Regions from separate parts of the Sus scrofa genome. Here regions 2, 3 and 4 are each linked to region 1. A link is a contact called in public Hi-C and HiChIP or PLAC-seq data. All regions are on one chromosome and are shown on one strand. Each heading gives the region's core, a stretch centred on a gene start, on an enhancer-like site or on the middle of the called end of the contact. The rest is flanking DNA. Distances are from core to core; before and after follow the strand shown.

What was found. Hi-C and Micro-C count contacts between places; a contact is called where the count stands out from the background. HiChIP or PLAC-seq counts read pairs in DNA pulled down with a chosen protein or histone mark.
Region 2: a contact with region 1 is called in a Hi-C map of liver, with 4 times the contacts expected there. The contact joins the promoter of LOC110261410 here to the promoter of HECTD3 in region 1. A contact is called at or near these places in 3 of 5 promoter capture datasets (fetal liver, fetal skeletal muscle and liver), 11 of 47 Hi-C or Micro-C datasets (alveolar macrophages, epiblast stem cells, heart right ventricle and 5 more) and 1 of 2 datasets of contacts at active chromatin or transcription factors (skeletal muscle).
Region 3: an H3K27ac HiChIP or PLAC-seq map of alveolar macrophages shows a contact between it and region 1. The contact joins the promoter of TMEM53 here to the promoter of HECTD3 in region 1. A contact is called at or near these places in 1 of 47 Hi-C or Micro-C datasets (liver) and 1 of 2 datasets of contacts at active chromatin or transcription factors (alveolar macrophages).
Region 4: a contact with region 1 is called in a Hi-C map of skeletal muscle, with 2.8 times the contacts expected there. The contact joins the enhancer-like site here to the promoter of HECTD3 in region 1. A contact is called at or near these places in 4 of 47 Hi-C or Micro-C datasets (embryonic fibroblasts, heart right ventricle and skeletal muscle) and 1 of 2 datasets of contacts at active chromatin or transcription factors (alveolar macrophages).

The regions. Positions count from the first base shown.
Region 1 is chr6:166,331,841-166,334,842 of Sscrofa11.1, reverse strand. It overlaps HECTD3 (E3 ubiquitin-protein ligase HECTD3), which reads right to left and starts at 1,559. Exons shown (of 21, transcript XM_021096755.1): 1 at 1,073-1,559; 2 at 768-928; 3 at 420-512; 4 at 206-341. The coding sequence starts at 1,441.
Region 2 is chr6:165,864,392-165,867,393 of Sscrofa11.1, reverse strand. LOC110261410 reads right to left here and starts at 1,528. Exons shown (of 9, transcript XM_021097629.1): 1 at 1,363-1,528; 2 at 259-292. The coding sequence starts at 1,528. It overlaps MMACHC (methylmalonic aciduria (cobalamin deficiency) cblC type, with homocystinuria), which reads left to right and starts at 1,720. Exons shown (of 4, transcript NM_001244776.1): 1 at 1,720-1,817. The coding sequence starts at 1,737.
Region 3 is chr6:166,643,556-166,646,557 of Sscrofa11.1, reverse strand. TMEM53 (transmembrane protein 53) reads right to left here and starts at 1,455. Exons shown (of 3, transcript XM_003482099.4): 1 at 1,176-1,455. The coding sequence starts at 1,236. C6H1orf228 reads left to right here and starts at 1,557. Exons shown (of 18, transcript XM_021096783.1): 1 at 1,557-1,751; 2 at 2,423-2,515.
Region 4 is chr6:166,587,904-166,590,905 of Sscrofa11.1, reverse strand. It overlaps C6H1orf228, which reads left to right. Exons shown (of 18, transcript XM_021096783.1): 13 at 667-1,337. The coding sequence ends at 854. Among named protein-coding and RNA genes, the nearest start is that of KIF2C, 12 kb to the right of the region's middle. Within about 2 kb of position 1,400, at least 69 of the 83 cell types and tissues checked have an H3K27ac peak or open chromatin away from gene starts, as enhancers often do. A contact at or near this core is called in alveolar macrophages, embryonic fibroblasts and skeletal muscle, where this site is marked.

The sequences.
Region 1 (3,002 bases), core at 310-2,809:
AAGAGAAAGAGCCGTGGAGCCGAGGTGGGAGCACATCTGGCCTGGGTGGAGGTGTCTAGGGATTCCTCCAGAACTCCCGAGGTGGGGGGTTGGCCTGAGTCTGGTCTGTGGGGATTCAGGTTTGGCCCTGGCCGAGAGCTGAGAGCTCTGGATCTAGCAAGATGTGACTCCTTCCCGCTCGGGGTGGAGGAGTCCCAGCACCCACCGTGTAGGAGGAAACGTCTATGCTCTCCACATACTGCTTCACGCTACCCAGGTTCTCATCCTCCTTGCCCAGGTGGTCGTACAAGAAGTGGATAAGGTCCTCGTCGCATTCGTAGGTCCACGTCGGGGGCACGTAGCTAAGCAACCCCAAGCCCCTAATTAGGACGGGCGCAGGCCTGGAGGGCCTTCCTCCCCGTCCCACCCAGCTCACTCACAGTAGCCTTTGTACAGCTTCTGTGTATGCCTTGGCCGGCTGAGGCTTTGATCCCAGGCGATGCGAGTATGTCAGGTCCACCACCTGTTCCCATCTGTGCGCACAGAACGGGATACGCGGTTGGGGAGGCATCAGCAGGTAGCGAGAGAGCAGGTAGCAGGAGACCCTGGAGCCTTCTCCAGAGCTCTAGCTCCTCCAAACCACGCCTCCATGAGCCCCACCCCAGCTCCCTTCAGGTCCCGCCCCTTCCTGCTCTAAACCCCGACTGGGCTCCGGAGGCGCCGCCCGGCGGTGCCAGACCCGGAGCCGGCCTTCCCACAGCAAGCCCCGCCCCTTTCCCGTGCGGGACCTGAGCACCGGGCGGTAGTCCACTCCGAAGAGCTGCTGCTGCCGCTGGAGGTGGTCGGGAGTGTCGATGGGTACGAGGCGGGCCCCGCCCTCCGCCGGGCGGCACACCAGCAGCCAGCCTTCGTCCAGCCCGCAGTCGCCTAGGTGTTCTGCCAGCTGCTCCTGCCGGGACCAGCCGGATGGGAACAGTTGTCAGCGGCCTGCCTGCCCAGCCCAGGGCAAAGGGCACCGAACGCAATGCCCGCTCGGTGTGGGGGAAGGGAGAGGCGCAGCCAAGGACTTCCCTGGCCCCGGGGTCTCTCGCACCTTGGTCAGCTTCACCCAGAGCCCGTGGCCGTTGCACAGCTCCTCGCCCGTGGTGCGCACGCAGGCACCGCGCCGGAGCTCGATGCTGTCACGGGCGGCACGGAGGGGCCCGGAACCGGTACCGGGGGCCGGGCCCGCGGCTCCCACACGCAGCCCCAGGCCCTCCGCCTCCCACACGGGCAACAGCACGCGCGACGGTCCCGCCGGGTCCTTGTAAAGCTTGTAGAGCACCTCGCGCGGCACGAAAGCCAGAGCCGCCGGCAGCGGCCGCCCGGCGCGGAGGCTTTTCGCTGCTTCTGCCAGGAAGCGCACGCGGCCCAGCAGTTGCCGCGGGGACTCCAGAGCCGCGCCCGGGCCCGGCCCCGCCATAGCGAATTGTCCCGGGGAAACCCAGAGGCGAGGCGGCCCCAGGAGCGGCGGCCGGGAACGCGGACCGGGCTTCCCACCACGCGCGGCCCCGCCTTCCGTCAGCCTTCGCCGTATGTTCTGGACTAAGAGCGCCTCAGAGTCCCGCCGTATTGCTCTGTGTACTCAGGTCCTCAATGGTGTTACCTACTTCTGTGCTGCTTCTTCAGCCAGTGAGACCCAAGTTCAGTAGTTTCTGCTAGATCTGTCTACCCCCGCAATCCCCATTGCTACCACCATTTTATCCCCACCGCTGTTATCCTCATTCAAGCCCCGTCCTATCTAGCCTGGGTCATTGCAACAGCTATTTCTTTCTCAGATCCTCCAGCCTCTCGTTTTGCCTCCTCGCTCCAGTGAGCCACACTACAACCAGAATCCTTTTTTTTTTCCTTTATGGCCCCAGCTGTGGCATATGGACGTTCCCGGACTAGGGATCGAATCAGAGCTGCAGCTGCCGGCCTAAGCCACAGCACTGCCAGATCTGAGCCGGATCTGCAACCTGCACCACAGTTCACAGCAACGCCGGATCCTTAACCTACTGAGCATGGCCAGAGATCCAACTCCTGTCCTCCTAGTACTAGTCCTCCTAGTCCGCGTACTAGTCAGACTCATTACCACTGAGCCACGATGGAACTCCAACAGGAAGAATCCTTACAAATCTCAGGCTCTCACCCCAGGGGCAGTGCGGCTAAAATGTTTGGGAAATGACCCTTTCCACAGTCCCACAGTCCAGCTGCTGACAGGAGTCTTGAGTCATTCGGGCTTGATCCTGGTGGCTACTCCTAATCCCAGGGCATGGGTGATCATTATCCACTTTCCTCCAGTGCTTCTGAGCCAGATAAGAGGAAAGACCAAGATGGGGGCCAAGGAGGCAACCGACCAACCAACCAAAAAGGGCAGGGGCCGCTGGTGATGCGCAGTCACGGAAGAAAAGGAAACTGTCCTCCTACCCCACCCACTTTTCAAAAGTTTACAGACCACATGATGCGCATGTCTAAAAGGCACAATTCTGGAGTTCCCACTGTGGCTCAGCAGCAACAAACCCGAATGGTGTCCATGAAGATTCGGGTTCGATCCCTGACCTCACTCGGTGGGTTAAGGGTCCGGCAGTGCTGTGAGCTGTGGCTTCCGGGGGCAGCTCTGATTCCACCTGGGAGCTTCCAAATGCTGCACGTGTGGCTCTAAAATAGCAAAAAAAAAAAGTACAATTCAATAGGTTTTGATGTGTTAAATTTTAAAAAAAGAGATAAAATTATATAACAAAATTTGCCATCTTAACCGATTTTTAAAGTGTACAATTATCTATTTCTGAAACTTTTTCATCAACCCAAGCAGAAATTCTGTACCCTTTAAGCAGTAACTCCTCATTGCCCTCATTCCCCAGCCCCTGGTAAACTCTGATCCACTTTTTGCCTCCATGAATTTGCCTATTCTAGATACTTAATATTAGCGGAACCATACAGTATTGTCCTTATGCGTCTGTCATTTCACTCAGTATAATGTTACAACAATGTCATAGCATGTA
Region 2 (3,002 bases), core at 279-2,778, 470 kb after region 1:
AGAGCCCAAGGCTGTTGAGCTTGGACTCCTGTCTAGGAAGGCAAGTGACGAGGGGAAATCCGAGTCCCAGCCAGGTCTCCTGCAGAAGGAATAAGGCAAAGTCAGTGCAAAGTCTATTAGAGGGAGGGGGAGGACTGATGTTTGCTCAGGAAAGGAAAAAGCTGAATTTGTAAGGAATAGTGGTACAGGCACCAATAAAAGGCAGATCCTGGAAAGAGAAAAGGCTGGCGGGTAAGTAGGAAAAGGAACAATACTTACCTGCGGTGGAGACCCCAAAGGAATACAGCTGCTGCTACAAAACAAAGAAGGGCACAGGCCAATGAGTTCTTGGTGTTCCTTAACCCACTACCTTAATCCGGGGGCAGGGGCCTCAGGTGCCCCCTCGTCTTAATCCTGGCCACATTTCCGTCAGTAGCTTTTTTTTTTTTTTTTTTTTTGGTCTTTTCTAGGGGCCACTCCCTCGGCATATGGATGTTCCCAGGCTAGGGGCCGAATCGGAGCAATAGCTGCCGGCCTACACCACAACCACAGCAACTCGGGATCCGAGCTACACCACAGCTCAGGGCAACGCTGGATCGTTAACCCACTGAGCGGGGCCAGGGATGGAACCCGCAACCTCATGGTCGGATTCGTTAACCACCGAGCCAGGACAGGAACTCCCGGTCAGTAGCATTGAGAAGCGTGTCGAGCTGCTCAAAGTCTGGTTCCTTCTCATAGCCTGAGGCAGTGGTCTGGGTCCCTAGAGCCTTACGCCCTTGCTCTCCCAACCCGGGACATCCGAGGCAAAGCCCGGGAAAGGCCAGAACGTCAGCTCGAAAGAGATGAGTGGGTACGCAATACTAAAAGTAAGGATGCTGGAGTTCCCATCGTGGCGCAGCGGTTAACGAATCCGACTAGGAACCATGAGGTTGCGGGTTCGGTCCCTGCCCTTGCTCAGTGGGTTAAGGATCCGGCGTTGCCGTGGGCTGTGGTGTAGGTTGCAGACACGGCTCGGATCCCGCGTTGCTGTGGCTCTGGCGTAGGCCAGGGGCTACAGCTCCGATTAGACCCCTAGCCTGGGAACCTCCATATGCCGCGGGAGTGGCCCAAAAAAAATAGCAAAAAGACAAAAATAATGATAATAATAAAAAATAAAATAAAAAAATAAAAGTAAGGATGCAATATTAGACCAAAATTAAGCCTCAGGGACTCGTCAGGGGAGCAGCGTCCTTGGGGAACTGGGGTACAAGAGGGTTACCCTGATACAGATACCAGGGGGGAGTTGAAGATGCTGAATCTTGGTCGAGACCTCCGCAGACGCAGGACACTGGCGCGATTACACCGAATCTAAGGCAGCGACTCCTGCCGCCACCCTGTTCGAACCTATGACACTCCGGGAAAGCCAGACTTTGGACTGGCCTCCGCGGCGCCGATTGGGAAACTGAGTTCGCCCCACACGGAGACAACCGGCAGCAGAAGAAGGCTGCCAAGCTACATTTTTCTGGAAGCGTTTAACACGCGCATTAGCACATACACACACCCCCACCATGCCGCGAAACAGTCTTTCTGATTTTGTAGCCGCCGCGTCTAAGGACCAAATGAACTACGTGTCCCAGGATGCATCGCGCAGAGCCAACGATGTTCCGCTGCAGATCCAGTAGCTCTTGGGAAATGGAGTTCAAGCTACCTCGACGTTTAACGGCCCGCGTTGGCCTTCAAACTCCATTTCCCAGCAGGCTCAGCGTGTAGCGTGCGCTATGGAGCCCCATGTCGCAGAGCTGAAGCAGAGGATTGAGGACACGTTATGCCCTTTTGGCTTCGAAATTTACCCCTTCCAGGTTGGTTTATCCCTACCGCGGTGCTAGGGCAAAACGTATGATTAGCCTCGGTGCCACTGGCCTCTATTCTTTCCCGAGCTCCCCCGGCCGCGTGTCCGTCTGACCTACCGGGAGAGGGTGTCAACGGGCGCTTAAGTTCAAAGGGTAGAGAAGCGTTGCACGTTTGTCCTTTTACCCTCATATATTGCCGGACTGATGAGCAGGAGACACCACATGATCAGTAACCTTGTGGCCTTGTCACCTACGCAGTTTACATAGGGGCCAGAGTCACTTTGGAAGCTTCCCGAAGGAGTTAGGAGAGGGCAACGTCTGAAAGATTTGCATGGCTAGAATTTAGGTCATCTCATGAGGGAAGGACATTCCTGGGGTTGAACAAGCAAATGATTGGCTGGTCTGTCCCATCTACCAACCAAAGGAGGGATTCATGAAGTTGCCAATTACTAGGACCCGTCTGAGTACAGAGACTGCATACTTACCTGACACACAAGTCTAGCATCACCACCTACCGTTTTGCACATAGGTCCATTTCCCCATATCCATTGCCTCCTGCACTGAGCCCTCTGCTTGGAAACAAAGCTGATTAAACTCAGCTTGAGCCTTTTGCCTGATGCTTAAGAGGCAGCCCACTCCCACAACCTTCCAATGAGTGGCCCCTAAGCAGTGCTGGGTAATGATATAGAGGAAGAGGTAGGTTGGGTTTAGAGTGAGAGAGCCTTCTCTGAAACAGTGGAGTTGAGCTGTATATGAAAAAATAGATTGGAAGGAAGGACAGTTATATACATCGCAAATGTCAGGAATAGCTTGAGTAAAGGTGTGGAGGTAGTAGTGGTGGCTGGCAGGTATGGGGGAGAGTGGGGATGCGTATCTGGTGTGATCAGGCAGGCCTGGGTGGTGGGGGCTGTGGTATTGAACTGTGCCATCTATAGTCCTGCCAGTCATCCTAGGCTCCTCCATCTCTCACCTCCCCAACCCTACATCCAGTCAGCCACTGGGCCCTTTAGGAATCTGTCTGCTGCATCTTCCAAATCCATTCCTTCCCATTGAACACATCTATGCCCTGGTCCAGGCCAGTTTTTTGGGGGCCACACCCACGGTATGTGGAAGTTCCCAGGCCAGGTACTGAACCTACACCACAGTAGTGACCCAAGCCACAGTAATGATGCCAGATCCTTACCTGCTGAGCCA
Region 3 (3,002 bases), core at 206-2,705, 310 kb before region 1:
CACAAGCAGCTTGGGGCCGCCAGAACATAAAACTTAAATTGAACAGTGGAAGGACATAGGGATGAAAGCGAGAAGCAGGGACGCCGCTAAATTATAAAGGACTCTGAATGCGGGCTAAAGAATCTGGACCTGATTTATCCTGCGGGCAAGAAGGAGCCACTGAAGGGTTTTACACAGAACAGTGAGAAAATCAAACCTGGGCATTAGGAAGAATGCCATGGTGGCAGCGGAAAAGGCTGAGCTGCTGCTGGCTGTGCTAAGGGAGGTGTGAAGGCGTGTGGAGGAATGCACGTGTAGTTCAGGCTGGCGTGTGCTTCAAGGCTCCTCTACCGTAATTCCCCACCTGGGCTAAACTTTCCATGCCCTGGGCCCCTGATCCTACTCACACTGCCAGTGATCCAGACCTGCTCTATAGGCTACTGGTTTGGTGGTGCCTCCCCCACACCTTTCTGATAGGAAGGAAAAGGTTAATCACTAAACACACTCCGTGCCAGGCCCTCTGCTGGGTCCTTTACACAAATAATCTCACTTGCGCAACCAACAACCCTACGAGGGAGGTGACTATTGGTGCCTCGGTTTTGCAGATGAGGAAATCCAGGCAAAGAGCCGGAGGAAGACTGCCAGAGGTCACCCAGCTACTAAAGAGAGGAGTCAGGTGTGAACCACCTTCTACCTCCTGGCAGACACGGCGGTTAACCACTTCCAGGAGGAGTGGAGAGGGAGGGATGAAGGTGGGCTTCTGCAAAGACCTCGGGGAAAATGGTGGGACTAAAAAGGCCGGACCCCTAACAACAACAGCAGTGGGAATCCCGCCCCCCAAAAGTGGAATCAGGGGGGCCCCCGCCCTCGGCAGCCTTCAGCTACCAGGAGAGAAACCCGGGCAGGGACCGGAAAACTCCCACTAAACAGACGGTGAAAAGACCTCCAAGCTGGGTTGGGGGAGGTGGGCGGAGACGCAGTGAAGGGGCGGGGCTTGGACGCGGCGAACATTCTGGGGCGGGGCTGACTAGGGGGCGGGGCTCTCTGGCCGGACCAAGTCCAGGACCTGCGGGACCCCAGGAGCGGGTGGGCCGCGAGGGGGCGGGGCTGCAAGAGGGGCGGGGCCACAGCTGCGCTTGCTGCCCACGACTCGCTCCGTCACCTCCCCACGATCGGACCCAACCCCCGCTCCATACCCTGGCTCCGGCAGGACTGATCCGGGATCTCGATGGTGTAGTCCAGCTGGGCCGAGGCCATCGTGAAGCCGCGGGCCCTCAGCTCGGGCCTCTCGCCGGAACTCACGCTCGCAAGTCCGCGCCTCACCAGGGCGCCTCCTGGGCGCCGCCCAATCACCACCCACCTCCCTCGACGCTGCCCAATCCCTGAGCTGCGCTCTGTGACCTCCCGCCCTAGCAACCACCGAGTCTCTTTCAGAGCCTCTCGCTGCAACCGGCTAGCTCGGCCATAGCAACAGCGCCCCGCCCCACTCTATCCCTGGCCCACCGCCATTGGCTGACTCTCTTGATCTCGGTCAAGTATTGGCCAGCCAAGACGCCGGTCAGGAAGAGTCGCTACCGTCCTGCGTCGGTAAGAGTCTGCGGGAGAGCTGCTATGTTCTGGGGATGGGAAAGGTTTCCCGTCCCAACCGCGTGTTATCCTACGAAGGGGACAGCAGTGTCCTTTGAGTTACATTAGCTAGCTGCCTCTACTGTCTTCCACCAGCCGCAACTCCGAGGGCTGGAGGTAGAAAACCGTACAAAACGGCCAAAGGGGTGCGTGCTAGCCCATCCGCCCCCCCGGTGGATGGAGGCATATTTTGGCTGCTGGGTGGGTGGGATGCAGAGGAGGTGGTATCTCCTGGGAAGACTTTAGAGAATGTCCTGTTCGTGCGGGACAAAAGGGGTTAAGCAGTACAGTTTTCTTACATTTATTCCCGCACTTAAAAAATGTTTCCTGGAGTTCCCGTCATGGCGCAGTGGTTAACGAATCCGACTAGGAACCATGAGGTTGTGGGTTCCATCCCTGGCCTTGCTCAGTGGGTTAAGGATCCGTAGTTGCCGTGAGCTGTGGTGTGGGTTGCAGACGCGGCTCGGATCCCGAGTTGCTGTGGCTCTGGTGTAGGCGGGTGGCTAGAGCTCCGATTAGACCCCTAGCCTGGGAACCTCCCTATGCCGCGGGAGCGGCCCTAGAAAAGGCAAAAAGACAAAAAAAAATCCTGAGCACCTGTTTTGTAGGTGGACTCTAGTGAGGATTACATTTCTTGGCCTTGACTTCCATAAGTCTTGAGCAGGAGTCAACTGTAATTCTGTGCAAGGGATAAAATACTACATAAGAGTAGGCCCTAAGGATTTTAGCAGCTCAGGATAAAAAGGGGCATTTATGGCAGTGTGGATGCCTCTTAAGCTGGGCTTTGAAAGATGCTGGGAGATACGAATCCTTGCAGGACTCAGAGAGAGGAAAGTGAGAAGCTATACCAGGAATTATGAGCATCTCTGGACAGAAGAGAGACAATGGGAGAGCAACCTTGGAAGAACAGGTAGGCCCAGATCCTGGAAGGTCTTTGATGTCAAGCTCAGCTCTGAGCTTATGGGTAAATCTTACTGATGGAAAAATTTTCCAGTGCATTTACACCGATGAGCACAAGAGCTTAGACTTTATTCTGAGGACAATGGGGAGTCTGCAGGGCTTTAAGCAAAATAGTAACAATCAGATTTGTGTCTTTGTTTTTCTTGGCTATGCCTGTGGCATGTGAAAATTACCGGGGCTGGAATTGAACCTGCGCCACAGCAGTGACTCTATGGTGACAACACCGTATCCTTAACCTGCTGTGGCCACAAGAGAACTCCAGATTTGTTTTAGAAAGATCAATGACAAGAATGGATTGGGGGTTGGGAGGAGGGAGACCAATGAGGAAGTTGTTTCAGTAATTGTTTCAGTAAGGATTGTGGTAGCCAGAAGCTTGGAGAACTAACAGGAATGAAGAGGAAGGGATGGATTCCTTAGTCACTTATGAGTTTAAAGAA
Region 4 (3,002 bases), core at 151-2,650, 260 kb before region 1:
GTGTGTGTGTATTCGCGTGCGTGTGTTTTCTAGGGCTGCACGTCCGGCATATGGAGGTTCCCAGACTAGGGGTCGAAATTGGAGTTGTAGCCGCCGGCCTACACCACAGCTCACAGCAATGCGGATCCTTAACCCACTGAGCAAGGCCAGAAATCGAACCTGAAACCTCACGGCTATTAGTCGGATTCATTTACGCTGCGCCGCAAGGGGAACTTCCCTATTTTTAATAGTTCTACTTTTAAGGCTAAATTACCTCATATGTATAAATATGTGAAAAACGTATAAATATGTCATAGAAAAAGAAACCAACTGTACTTCAACTTTTTTACAATTTTTTTTTTTTTAATGCCAAATCACACGAGTGCAACACTTAGAACCAGAGCCGCAGAGAGGTGGGCTATGCCCGAGGTGCTCACGTCGTACTACCTTGAAAAATGTTTGTGAACAGGTACGTCCAGGCCTGAATTTTAAAAGTTTACTTCAAGGCCTAATCAAAATAGATTAACCAGATATTCCATAGGTAGCAGACCTCTACTGGGCAACTGAGGGCTGTGCACCAGGCAGTGCCAGTCTACACTTGGCCGTCTCCAACGTGTGAGCATAAATTTAAACCTGTGGGACCAAGTGTGCCCGTCCCTGCTTGAATCTCTCCTGTGTGGTCACTAGGGGGTAAAACGACAGCGTGCTTCTCCGACCCCATCAGCATCGCTTCACCAAGACCTTTGACTACGGGAGGATTAAGCCACACCGTCCAAGCCACGAGCACACGTGTTCTTCCGAAAAAGAGAGCAGACTGGAAAGCAGTGCTGCCGCCCTCGCCAGAGTTCGAAATGTTTCATGCAGTAACTGAATAGGAAAAAGCACAGTATCTCCACAGCGCAAGTGTTACCCGTAAGCATTTACATGTAAAATTCACTTAAACAACAGACGCAAAACCCCCACCACAAAAAGTTTACCTACAAACCAGTAAAAAACTCGTCTATTTTTTGTACACTCTCAGTAAGCCTCGCATAAGCAAGGCCTCAAAAAATTGGGTAAAGACTCAGAATTGTTCCTCTCCACGGAAATCTTTAGTAAAAGGCGAAAGATTTATACGATCTGAAGAGAAACCAGAGTATGCTCACTTTGCCGAGCACACAGTCCTCGGGTAACTGTAAGTCCTAATTCAGCAATGGTAACTGTGTGTCCCCAAAGACCTAGTAAGTTATACCTTTGTCTCAGGCAATACTGTGAAAATATCATCATTTTCTGGAGCGGCAGGAGGAGGGGGAAGGCTAAAAGAAAAAGAAGAAGCCAGCCTTTAAAAATTGGAGAGAACCTTGTGCAATGCATTCTGGGTATGTAAATGAGGCTGAGTCACCGACCTCCCGTTTCTGGAAGTACCTTGGTTCATTAGTTTTCCTGCTGAGTTTAGAGCCACCACCGGGGGGCAGAGCAGAAACCAGATTGGCAGGAAGTAGAGACCGGGTCCAGACAAAGTCCGAGGGCAGGGAGGAGGTTTGGGGAGGGTTTGGTTTTGTTTTGTTTTGTTTTTTGTTTTTAGGGCTGCACCCATGGCATATGGAGGTTCCCAGGCTAGGGGTCGAATGGGAGCCGTAGCCCCGGCCACGCCAGATGGAACTGTATCCTGACCTACCCCACAGCTTGCATCTATGCCACACCTTGCATCTATGCCACACCTTGTGCCAACGCAGGATCCTTAACCCACTGAACAAGGCCAGGGATCCAAGGATCCAACCGCATTGTCGTGTATATAAGTAGGGTAGGGAGTTTCATGGTGGTCTAGCAGTTAGGGACTCAGCACTGTCACCTCTGTGGGTCGGGTCACTGCCGTGGTTCAGGTTCGATCCCTAACGTGGGAACTTCGGCATGCCATAGGCACAGCCAAAAAAAAAAAAAAAAAAAAAAGTGTGGATATTCTCTTGTAAAAACAAAACAGTTTTGTTGTGGTGTAGAGAGTTAATGATGCAGCGTGGCCACTGCAATGACCTGGGTTGGTGCTGTGGCTCGGGTTCAGTCCCTGACCCAGGAACTTCCACATGCCAAAAAACAAAATCCTTATGTATACAGTTGAAGCCTGCACCTGTACCTCCGCAATCCCATTTGCTCCCCCTTTGTTCAGCGATACCCGTTCTTCCACCCAACAATATCAGTCATGTGTTTGTAAAACTTGTGTAAATCTTATACCTTATCCATCCTTCTGTAACTTCCTTTTTAAAATTAACTGCATTTTCAAGATGTATTTGTGTTGGTATCTGTAAACCTAGTTCCAGTTCATCCATTTTATTTTCTGCGCAATATTCCATTGTTTGAGTATTACCACAATGCCTGGGACGTCCAGCAAAGGGACAGCTAGTGGCACTACTATTAAAAAATCTCTCCAGTCCCCATCTATTTTTTTTTAATTTTTTCAAACACAACAATGGGAGGAAAAAGTATGTATACATGTATGTGTAACTTGGTCCCCATGCTGTAGATGGAAAAATAAATAAATAAAAATTTTTTCATAAACTTTTTTTTTTTTTGGTCACACCTATGACATGTAGAAGTTCCCAGGCCAAGGATCGAGCCCTTGCTGTAGCAGTCACGATGCTGGATCCTTAACCTGCTGAACCACAAGGAGATTCCTATTCATTCAAGGTTTCTTAGACCTTTTCCTTGTGAAAACAAAAACAGGAATAAAGGAGTTCCTGTGTGGCTCAGCAGTAACGAACCCGACAAGTATCCATGAGGATATGGGTTCAGTCCCTGGCCTCGATCCGTGGGTGAAGGATCTGGCGTTGCCGTGAGCTGTGGTGTAGGTCACAGACATGGCTCAGATCCCGAGGTGCTGTGGCTGTGGTGTAGACCAGCAGCTCCGATTCGCCCCCTAGCCTGGGAACCTCCATATGCCACAGGTGCAGCCCTAAAAAGACCAAAAAAAAAAAAAGAAAGGAATAGAATTAGTGGTAAACACTGCCTTGCTCTATGTAAATTAATTTGAGACAAGGGCAGAAAGTGTG